Regions from separate parts of the Mus musculus genome. Here all the other regions are linked to region 2. The links are chromatin contacts, called in public promoter capture Hi-C maps. All regions are on one chromosome and are shown on one strand. The core of a region is the stretch at or near the end of the contact, and the rest is flanking DNA. Distances in the headings are between cores, read along the strand shown. Region 1 overlaps Ceacam19 (carcinoembryonic antigen-related cell adhesion molecule 19). Region 2 holds the start of Dmpk (dystrophia myotonica-protein kinase). Region 3 holds the start of Cblc (Casitas B-lineage lymphoma c).

Evidence for each region. Promoter capture Hi-C pulls out the DNA fragments that hold promoters and counts their contacts.
Region 1: a contact with region 2 is called in a promoter capture Hi-C map of pre-B cells, with 5 times the contacts expected there. The contact joins the enhancer-like site here to the promoter of Dmpk in region 2. A contact is called at or near these places in 2 of 39 promoter capture datasets (liver and pre-B cells), 1 of 115 datasets of contacts at active chromatin or transcription factors (pancreatic cancer cells) and 2 of 9 other capture datasets (liver and macrophages).
Region 3: a contact with region 2 is called in a promoter capture Hi-C map of hematopoietic stem and progenitor cells. The contact joins the promoter of Cblc here to the promoter of Dmpk in region 2. A contact is called at or near these places in 5 of 39 promoter capture datasets (hematopoietic stem and progenitor cells, liver, pre-B cells and 1 more).

The regions. Positions count from the first base shown.
Region 1 is chr7:19,874,845-19,878,180 of GRCm38.p6, reverse strand. It overlaps Ceacam19 (carcinoembryonic antigen-related cell adhesion molecule 19), which reads left to right. Exons shown (of 7, transcript NM_177036.5): 7 at 1-2,439. The coding sequence ends at 54. Among named protein-coding and RNA genes, the nearest start is that of Ceacam19, 11 kb to the left of the region's middle. Within about 2 kb of position 1,675, at least 163 of the 459 cell types and tissues checked have an H3K27ac peak or open chromatin away from gene starts, as enhancers often do. A contact at or near this core is called in macrophages, pancreatic cancer cells and pre-B cells, where this site is marked.
Region 2 is chr7:19,082,332-19,085,373 of GRCm38.p6, reverse strand. It overlaps Dmpk (dystrophia myotonica-protein kinase), which reads right to left and starts at 1,516. Exons shown (of 15, transcript NM_001379257.1): 1 at 1,220-1,516. The coding sequence starts at 1,379. It overlaps Dmwd (dystrophia myotonica-containing WD repeat motif), which reads right to left. Exons shown (of 5, transcript NM_010058.2): 5 at 2,599-3,042.
Region 3 is chr7:19,794,994-19,798,164 of GRCm38.p6, reverse strand. It overlaps Cblc (Casitas B-lineage lymphoma c), which reads left to right and starts at 1,356. Exons shown (of 12, transcript NM_023224.5): 1 at 1,356-1,732. The coding sequence starts at 1,383.

The sequences.
Region 1 (3,336 bases), core at 426-2,925, 790 kb before region 2:
GACCTACTAAACCCTGACCCAGCCCCATACTGCCAGCTGGTGCCAACTTCCTGATGGACCCTCGGCCCAGCCTGCACAGAAGACAGAATCTCAACTTCCAGACCCCACCCCTCAGGGCTTCACACCTATAGAAAGGACACATGGGACACCCACAGGACAACGCTGCAGGGAAACTGGCAAGATGGGCTCTGCCATAGACTCAGCATGACATGGAGTCAGTGCCTCTCGGGATGAGAGACTGACAACCCCAGATCCCCAATGTCCCAACAACCTTCAGTCTGTGCCTCTTGGGCCACCTGCCTCTAAGAAAGCAGGCTCCTGCCCCACCCAAGGCCAGCGGCCCCATCCAGGTATTTGAGTGATGGGAAGAAGGCCTTGGTACTCCACCATAAAATTCCATCCAGCTTTAACCAGTTACCCAGAAGCCCTTTCCTTGGGAAGAAAGCACTACCAGGAAGGCCGCACAACCACCGGAGGTTCTCAACCTGTGGGTCAAACCTCTTCAGAGAGTCAAATAATTGTTTCATAGGGTTTGCCTAAGACCATCAGAAATGCCAGATATGTAGATTATGGCTCATAACAGTAGCAAAATTACAGTTGTGAAGTAGCAACAAAATTATTTTTATGGTCGGAGGTTGTGGTGACAACTTGAGGAACTGTATTAAGGGTCTCAGCAATACAAAGGTTGAGAGCCACTGCTCATAGAGCCAAACACCTGTCAGGAAGATAACAGCCTTGGGCAAATTAACTGCCCGACCCCTGACCTGCTTCAAAATCAGCCACACAGAGGACTGGGACTGTACAGCACAGCTGTAGAGCGCCTGCCCAGAGCCCACCCGTGAGGGACTGAGAACATGGGGGCGCGGCTCTGCAGATGGGCTGCTTGCGGAACTGGAGAGAGGCCTGGGTTTAATCCTCAACCGCAGGGGGACAAAACAGTAGTTAGTCCTCAGCCACTGGGAAGACGTGACACGTGACACGCCTGGAGGAAGTCTCTGGAAGCTTGAAAGCTCAAGAAACTGCCCCACCCTGTGGCCTCTGGGCCCAAGGATCAGTGACGGCCACTTTGGACTCACGGCGTTTGATTGTAAGATGATAAACTGTAGTTGTTTTAAGCCACTCTTTGATAGCAGGTTGTTCCAGCAAACAGGAAATGGGGATGCTGAAGGATCCCAGGGAGGGGACGTTACAACCACAGCTGATTGGCAATATGCAAATGAGCCCCTCGGAGGGACTTCCCCAGGCTTTGATCTCATACAACCAGTGCATGACTAAGCTGGCCATCCAGATCAACCATGTGACCTGAGGGCCAGAGGAGACAGAAGGAGTGAATAAACCAGGGCTTAATTATGTCTTTTTAAAAGTTCTTCTTTTGAGACAAAGTCTCTCTGTGTAGCCCTGGCTGTCCTGCAATTTGCTTTGTAGACCAGGCTGACCTCAAACTCACAGAGATCCACCTGCCTCTGCCTCTTGGTTGCTGAGTTAAAGGCGTGTGCTACCAGCAGCCAGCCAAATTTATAATTTAAAAAAAAAAATTTATTTGAGTGTGTGTCTGCATGTGCGTGTGCGTGCGTGCGTGCGTGCATGCGTGCGTGCATCTGTGTCTGTGTCTGTGTCTGTGTCTGTGTGTGTTTTCAAGTTCGGTTAGATGATGTTCACACTGTGCTCTTTCTCCCTCTTCTGGCCTTAGGTGGAATTGCATTTCCACAGCCCCTAATTAGAATGCAAAAAGCTCTGATTAATGAAATGTGGGTGCAAGCAGTGCCCAGTAGTCCAGGTGCGCCATCACTTTCCCTCCAGACTCCAGTCACAGTGACTAGCCCTGTCAGTCAGGTTCCTGAATGAGCCCACCTAAAGCTGAGTTCTCCTGACCCTTTTCATAGCTGTCTACCTGAGACCGAAGTATCACAGGAGTGAGAAATATAAACCCTAAATGAGCCACGCTGTGAGTAAAATGGGGCTTCTTATTACTGCACCGTAGCCCAGCTCAATCTGACCACAGGTGAGGAGACCCAGCCTTCTCAACATAAAAACTACATTTCCCAGGAGTCCTTGCAACTAGATCTGGCCACCTCGTGGTTAAGTTCAATATAATCAAAAATGGAAGTTGTATAAACAGTTCACAGAGAGGTCTTCCCTGCAAGAAACAGAGCAAGTGAGAGAGTTGGGGTCCTGGGGATGCTGTAGACAGATTCACCATGCTAATTAGAGAGAGATCTGAGCAAAAACTCCCTAACTTAAGTGACTTCTCTGGGGAGTCACAATTTTCCAGGCTCTTTCTAAACACGTTTAACCCACATCCAAGCAGCATTTTCCAGATAGGGCGTCTAAGTCTAACTGCTCCACTCTCACAGGACAGTCTGGAGAATGCTGCACTAGTCATAGTGTCCCTAATAAATGCATTCAAAATATATGCATTTATTAAGTATATAGCAAGCCAAAGTAAAAAGAATAAATAACAAGTCAGGCATGGAGGCTGTACTGCCTGGGTTTGTGTCAACTTGACATAGGCTGGAGCTACCACAGAGAAAGGAGCCTTTCTTGAGGAAACGCCTCCATGAGATCCATTTTCTCAATTAGTGATCAAGGGGGCAGGGCCCATTGTGGGTGGTGGTGCCATCCCTGGGCTGGTAGCCTTGGGTTCTATAAGAGAGCAGGCTGAACAAGCCAGGGGAAGCCAGCCATTAAGGAACATCCCTCCATGGCCTCTGCATCAGCTCCTGCTTCCTGACCTGCTTGAGTTCCAGTCCTGACTTCCTTTGGTGATGAACAGCGGTTTGGAGGTGTAATCTGAATAAACCCTTTCCTCCCCAACTTGCTTCTTGGTTTTGATGTTTTGTCCAGGAATAGAAACCCTGACTAAAATAATAGTGCATACCTTTGATCCCAGCAATCAGGAGGCAGAGAGGCAGGCAGATCTCTGTGAGTTTGAGGCCAGCTTGGTTGGTCTACAGAGCAAGTTCCAAGACAGCCGGGGCTACATAGAAAACCCTTGCCTTACAAAAACAAAAGATGAATAAAATTTTAAAGTAAATTAAAGATAATAAATAGCAAGCAAAAGGTAAATAGCAAAACACTATCAAAGCAGATGCTCACAATATCCAGTGGGAACCTACCTACTGGGCATGGACATCAGGCGTCAGCAGTGGCCCCACTCAGCTTCTCTCCATGGAGGAGCTCCTGGCTCCTCTCTGTGCAGACACCTTTATATCAGAGGACAAAGGATAACAGCCTCGGGCTGGAGAGTTGGCTCAGCCATTAAGAGCACGTGCTTCTTTTCCTAGAGGACCTGAGTTCCATTCCCAGCACACCTGCCTGTAACTCCTGCCTGTAACT
Region 2 (3,042 bases), core at 267-2,766:
AGGGGTTTGGGAAAGTGGGCAGCCGGGGAAGATACAGCTAGGGCCAAGGCTGGGGGGTGGGGAGGAGGAGAGAGCCAAGGCGTTGAGCCCTTTTAAGGCAGCGGGAACCCAGGCCCCCTCCCCCGCCCAGGCCTGGCAGGGGAGGGGCCCACAGGATGCTGCTCAGGCCACAAAAGGACTGCTCCTTCCCAGAGGGTCAGACCCCCTGCCCCCACCCCAGTTCTCAGTTTACCCTGCCAGCCCAAACCCCATCCTTCAAAAGAAAGGTTGAGGGAGACACTAAAGACTGGAGAGGAGAAAAAGTCTTTCACAGGCTTAGCAGTCTAACCGATGGCCTCAACCTTTCCATCTGTGAAACGGGGGAGGAGGGGAGAATGCACTAGGGTCACACACATGGGCAGACAGCCAAGAATCAAGACCTGGACCCTTAATAATAGGCACAGAGCAACAAAACAGGTCGTTACTTGTAAGGAAGCTGGGGTAAGCTGGAGCTTTGGCTCAATGTTGGGCAGGAGCAGATAAGGCTCCAAGCTTGTCCACTAGGCCTGAGAAGACCTCTGGGGAAGGGCATTTAAGTCAGCAGAGGAATTAGAGGTCTTGAGCTAGAACCACAAAAGCAGATGAGAAGCCAGGAGGGATGACCAATCTGGCCCACAAAGGCTGGGCGGGATCAGAGTGCTAGGGATGGGCACACTCAGAAGCTGAAGTTGTTCCTTCCTCTTAATTTGGGGAACAGAAAGGGTGCTCGGTGGCGCCTGTCTGCCGGGCTGGTTCTCCCCCAGGGCCTCTGTGAGTCACAGTGCCCTCATAGCTCCTGGACACCTGTCAGGGCAGCTGGGGAGGCAGACGCCAAACACCTGCCTATGGGCCACACCCTGGCAGCTGCCCCACGCTGTCCCTCCCCACACTCTGGGAAACTGGGGAGGGCTATGAAGCCAGTTTGAGGAGCCAAGGGTCCTAAAAGAGAAAGCTGCCAGGTCCTAGTGTGGGTGCTGAGATAGCAGGAGGCTATGCCCACCCCAGCCTGCACTGGCTGAGTCATAGGTGGCCTCACTGACCCTGGTGCCTCACCAGGGGAGCTTGGGGTCAGGTCATGAGCTCTGCTTGGCTCCCTTACAAAAAGCCCTTTCCAGGCCCTCCTGCCCCTCCATAGCCCATTCTTGCCCTGTAGACCCACCTCTGCCTTGCACCCAACCCCAGGCTTCCTATCCATACTCACCCCACTGCAAGAAGTCGGCCACATACTTGTCCTGGGCTAGGTGAGAGGCACCCAGCTCCTGGTGGACGCCCAGGAGAAGGTCGAGCAGGGGCTCCAGTCCCAGGAAGCCTGGGTCCAGCACCAGCTGCTGGAGCTGCCTCAGCCGCACTTCGGCTGACATGTTGGGCAGGCAACACCATGGCCCCTCCCCGGGCCGGAGCTCGGGGTCTTCCCGTCACAGGGCCTGGCTGCCCCTGTCCAGGCCCCAGAACCCTAGCTGCATGTCTGCCCGTCCCTGACTATCCCTTGGGTCTCTCTGGCCAGTTCTATGCTTAAGGCCTCCTCCTCTTTTCTCCACCCCTTGGCCCAGCCCCCCTCCCGCCTCCCAGTTTTTAACCCCTCCTGAGCCAACACCCCAACTCCCTTCTTCCAGGGCCCCTCAAAACTCTTCAGAGCCCAATGTCAGGGGACAGAGTAATACTCCAGGGTTGCCCCCCCCCATTGACTCTACCCACCCATAAAGAGAGCACAGGGAGTTACAGGTGGGAGGTGTCAGTGCCCAGGAGAGCCAGTCTATAGACTCAGAGCTGGGAGGGGTTGGGGGAAAGGGCTGATGCCTGGGCAACAGGGGGTGAGGGGGTAGTGGGGGGGGCAAAGGCCAGGGGCAGCTTCTTCGTGACTCAGCAATGGATTCCGACTTTGGGACAGTTAAATTTAGCCCCTGTGCCTGCTGTATTACCCGCCCCCCCATTTTTTGGCAGGAGGTAGAAGGAAGATCAGGAGAGAGTTTGCTCAGCCGCCAGGGCCAGGGGTGACCTGCTGGCCCCAGCCTGGGGGAGGCAAGTGGTGGATCCAGGCCCTCCTTAAGCAAAAGAGAACCCCAAAATAGCTCCTTGGCCACAGGCCGGGGCAGCCACATTCCTGCCTGGGCTAGGATTAGAGACAGAAACATTTTAGGGGTTGAGGGCGGAGCTGCCTGGACAGCAAGCCAGGCGACAAGTTAGCTTCTTTCTAGGGTGGCCAGTTCTCTGGGGAGGAAATCATGACCTCCAGCTGGCACTAGATGGCCAGTCATAAATGGGCCAGGGGCAGCAGACTGCAAAGGCATGTTCAGAGGAGGCAGGGAGTGCAGTCAATTCCAGCATCCTCCTCTCCCCAAGGAGAGCATGCTTGGATAGTCCTGGTGTTTAAAACAAGTTTCAAACATCTCCAAGGACCTAGTAGGAAGGCCATCTCAGCCTCTTGACTTTGGGGGTCGAGACTCATCTTTCAGAGGGCTCTCTGCTCGGGGCTAGGGATGGGGAAACAGCTAAGATTGGGCTTCCTTTGGTCAGAGCACAGCTTGGAGGCCAAGTACTGCAACCCCCACCCTACCCTGCCCCAGGGAACAGAAACACTGTGCAAACAAGGACTTTAGTATAAATAAGAGGTCCAGGGGAACAAGGAGGGCCCTCAGGGCTTCCATAATTTAACACTTTCAAAATCACAGACCATAGCAAGGGGTGGAGTTTGGGCAGGAGTGGGGATGGCCCCTGCCCTGCCCTCTCACCCAGGGGTACTGTGGGCTAAGTCTCTCCCAGGAGTGAACAGTCACATGCTGGGACAGGGATATGGTTAACACTGATGTTTCAGAGAACAGGTCATTGTACTTGGCAGTGGGTGGAGGACAGGGCCAAGGCCACACAGGACACTACATCCCCATGGCTGGGCCAACCTAGGGGACCCCCAGTATGTGTGCAGCGTGGGGCTTGGAGCAGTCCTTCCATCATGATTAGTCTTGTTAATACAGTGATTCTTGAGGTCAGCGGGGAGGGTTATGGCTAGGAGGCCGGGAACATGGGACA
Region 3 (3,171 bases), core at 107-2,606, 710 kb before region 2:
CAGGCTGTCAGGATTGGTGAGGAGCACTTTCACCCAATGAGCCAAATTCCCAACCCCGTTCGGTTGTTAGAAACAGAACCTTGCTTTGTAGCCCAGGCTGGACCATAATTCAACATCTTTGTTCTCTTCTTCCTGAATAATTAGGTTTAAAATTATCTGAAAACACATTCAACTTCAATTTTTTATGTTTGTTTGTTTGTTTGTTTTGGAGACAGGATTTCTCTGTGTAACTCTGGCTTACCTGGAACTCTCAATGTGTAGACCAGGCTGGCTCTAAATCAGAAATTAGTCTCCCTCTGACTCCATCGTGCTGGGATTTTTTTTTTTTAATAATAAAAGATATTGTACCAGGCATGCCCCGTGCCTTTAGTCCAAGCATTTGGGAGGCAGAGGCAGACAGATCTCTGTGAGCTTGATGCCAGCCTGGTCTACAGAGAGAGTTCCAGGACGCCCAGGGTTGTATGGTGAGATACTGTCTAAAAAAACAAAGCTAGAACAACAAAGTGTGTGTGTGTGTGTGTGTGTGTGTGTGTGTGTGTGTGTGTGTGCTTACCCAGGGTGTCTTCAGAGGACAGAGGCTTCAGATCTCCTGGATCTGGAGTTTTTGCCAAACAGGGAGGGAGAGGAAGGGAGAGGAAGGGAGAAGGAGAGAGTGAGAGAGCAGGCAGGCTGAGGAGTCAGTACCGGGCCTAGCTGGGGTGGTGGCTGGCTTGCTGGATGCCCTGGGTGCCCTGGGGCAGAGAGAACCGTGTCCACGGCGCCCTCTGGTGGCTGTCTGAAGCATAATCAGGGCGGACCTACAGGTCTGGCAGGTTGGGGTGCAAACCTGCCCGGCAGCCACTTCCTGCAGCCCTGTGCATTCCTGAACGCCACTTTCCGCCACACCCCTTTCACCTCTTTTGAAAATCTGGGTACTTAAACTGTAACTAAATTTCCCTTACCTGCCACGGGAGCCCGAACTCCGGTGGTTCTAGTACCTTACCTCGGGGACATAGAGTAACTACTTGACTTTCTGTTCTTAGAAGACTCAGCTCTCTGACTCCCCTATGAAGAAAGACTGACAGCTTCAGCCACAATTCATGAAAGGGTGCCTTGTCCCAGAGCCCTACTTGCGGAACCACCTCTTTTCTCAACACCAATAAATCCAGACTCTAGCCCTCCTCTCTCAGACCCAGGGGTCTAGTCCCAGCTCTCCTCCCTCAGACTCTACAGGCGTCCAGCTTCAGCCGTCCTCCCTCAGACTCTCCAGGCCGGCCCCTTTTACCTACAGTCCCCTCCTGGTCCTCCAGGACCTGCCCCCTGCTCCCTCTTGGTCCCGCCCCTACCTGGAGCCTTTCCCCGCCACACCCCTCCGTCCCAGTCCCAAGCCACCCGAGGGACCCATGGCTGCGGCGGCAGCCCCGCGAGGGTGGCAGCGGGGCGAGCCACGCGCGCTTAGCCGGGCGGTGAAGTTGCTCCAGCGCCTAGAAGAGCAATGCAGGGATCCCAGGATGGTCACGGGGCCCCCGTCCCTGCGGGACCTGCTGCCCCGCACCGCGCAGCTACTTGGAGAGGTGGCAAAGGCCCGGCGCGAGGCCAGGGAAGACCCCGAGGGTCCCGGTGGCGCCGATGACTTTCTGGCCATCTACCTGGCCAATCTGGAGGTCAAAGGCAGGCAGGTGGCGGAGCTCCTGCCACCCCGAGGCAAAAAGGACGTGAACCAGGATGTTTTCCGGGAGGGCTCCAGATTCAGGTGAGCGCTAACCTACCTCAGAGACAAGTCACAAACTAGTGATTTCCGGATTGTGTGCCACCAGCCGCCTGTTCCCTCAGACCCAGGGGTCCAGGTTCCACCCTCCTCCTTCAGACCCAGAAGTACAAGCTTCAACTCTCCTCAATCAGACCCAAAAGTCAAGACCCTTTATTCCATCAGACCCAGGAGTACAGGTCCAGCCTTCCTCCCCATTATTCCCCCCTTTAAGCACCCTTGCCTCCAGGCCCCCTTTCTTCCTTTTGTAGATCAGCTTGAACCTGGGGTGCAGGCGTGTGTCTCTCCTAGAAGAGCAAACTTCAGCTGGGCAGTGGTGGCGCACGCCTTCAATCCCACTGGGAGACAGAGGCAGACGAATTTCTGAGTTCGAGGCCAGCCTGGTCTACAAAGAGTTCCAGGACAGCCAGGGCTACACAGAGAAACCCTGTCTCGGAACAACAACAAAAAATAAAAGAGCAAACTTCCTGTTGGGGAGGCAGGATGAGTTGGACCCACCTGTCCAGCCTGAGAAACAGGCCAGCCCCCACTCCCACCTCCACTTCCACCTGTCTGGGTTCCAGCAAAGATGTCTGTTCCAAGGATCTTAGACGTGCCTGCCCTCTGGCTTGTGGGACAACTGCATAGAACTGGAGCTGGAACCCAGAGCAAGGTCTAAACTGGTGATTTGGGTCTGGCTCCCTAGCCTTGTTGTGACTTGCCTGAATAAATAAATATATATATCACATATATATATATAGTATAATATATAGAGACACACATGTGCATATATATGTGTATATATATGTATGTATGTGTGTGTGTATATATAATGAAAATACATATCTCTTTTTTCTTTCTTTCTTCCTTTCTTTCTTCCTTTCTTTTTTTCTTTCTTATGTAGTTCCAGCTGGCCTTTAAACTCGATCTGTAGACCAGGCTGGCCTCAAACTCACAGAGATCCACCTCCCTCTGCCTCCTGAGTACTGGGGTCAAAGGGCTCTGGCACCACAATCAGCCCAGAGTAATAAACTGGTTCTCTTGTTTGGTTGGTAGATTGGTTGGTTGTTTTTGGATCCCATTTCTCTGTGTAGCTCTAGCTATCCTGGAATTCCCTCTGTAGACCAGGCTAGCCCAGAACCCACATAGATCCACCTGCCTCTGCCTCTGAGAGTAAAGGCCGTACCACCACTGCTCAGTTACAGATTTCTTTTGTTGTTGTTGTTTTTTGTTTTGTTTTTGTTTTGTTTTTTCGAGACAGGGTTTCTCTGTATATCCCTGGCTGTCCTGGAACTCGCTTTGCAGACCAGGCTGGCCTCGAACTCAGAAATCCACCTGCCTCTACCTCCGGAGTGCTGGGATTAAAGGCGCGCGGCACCACGCCCGGCTAGATTTCTTTTTTATCACTTGGAATTAGCTTTCACTGTTAGTGTGCATACACTGGT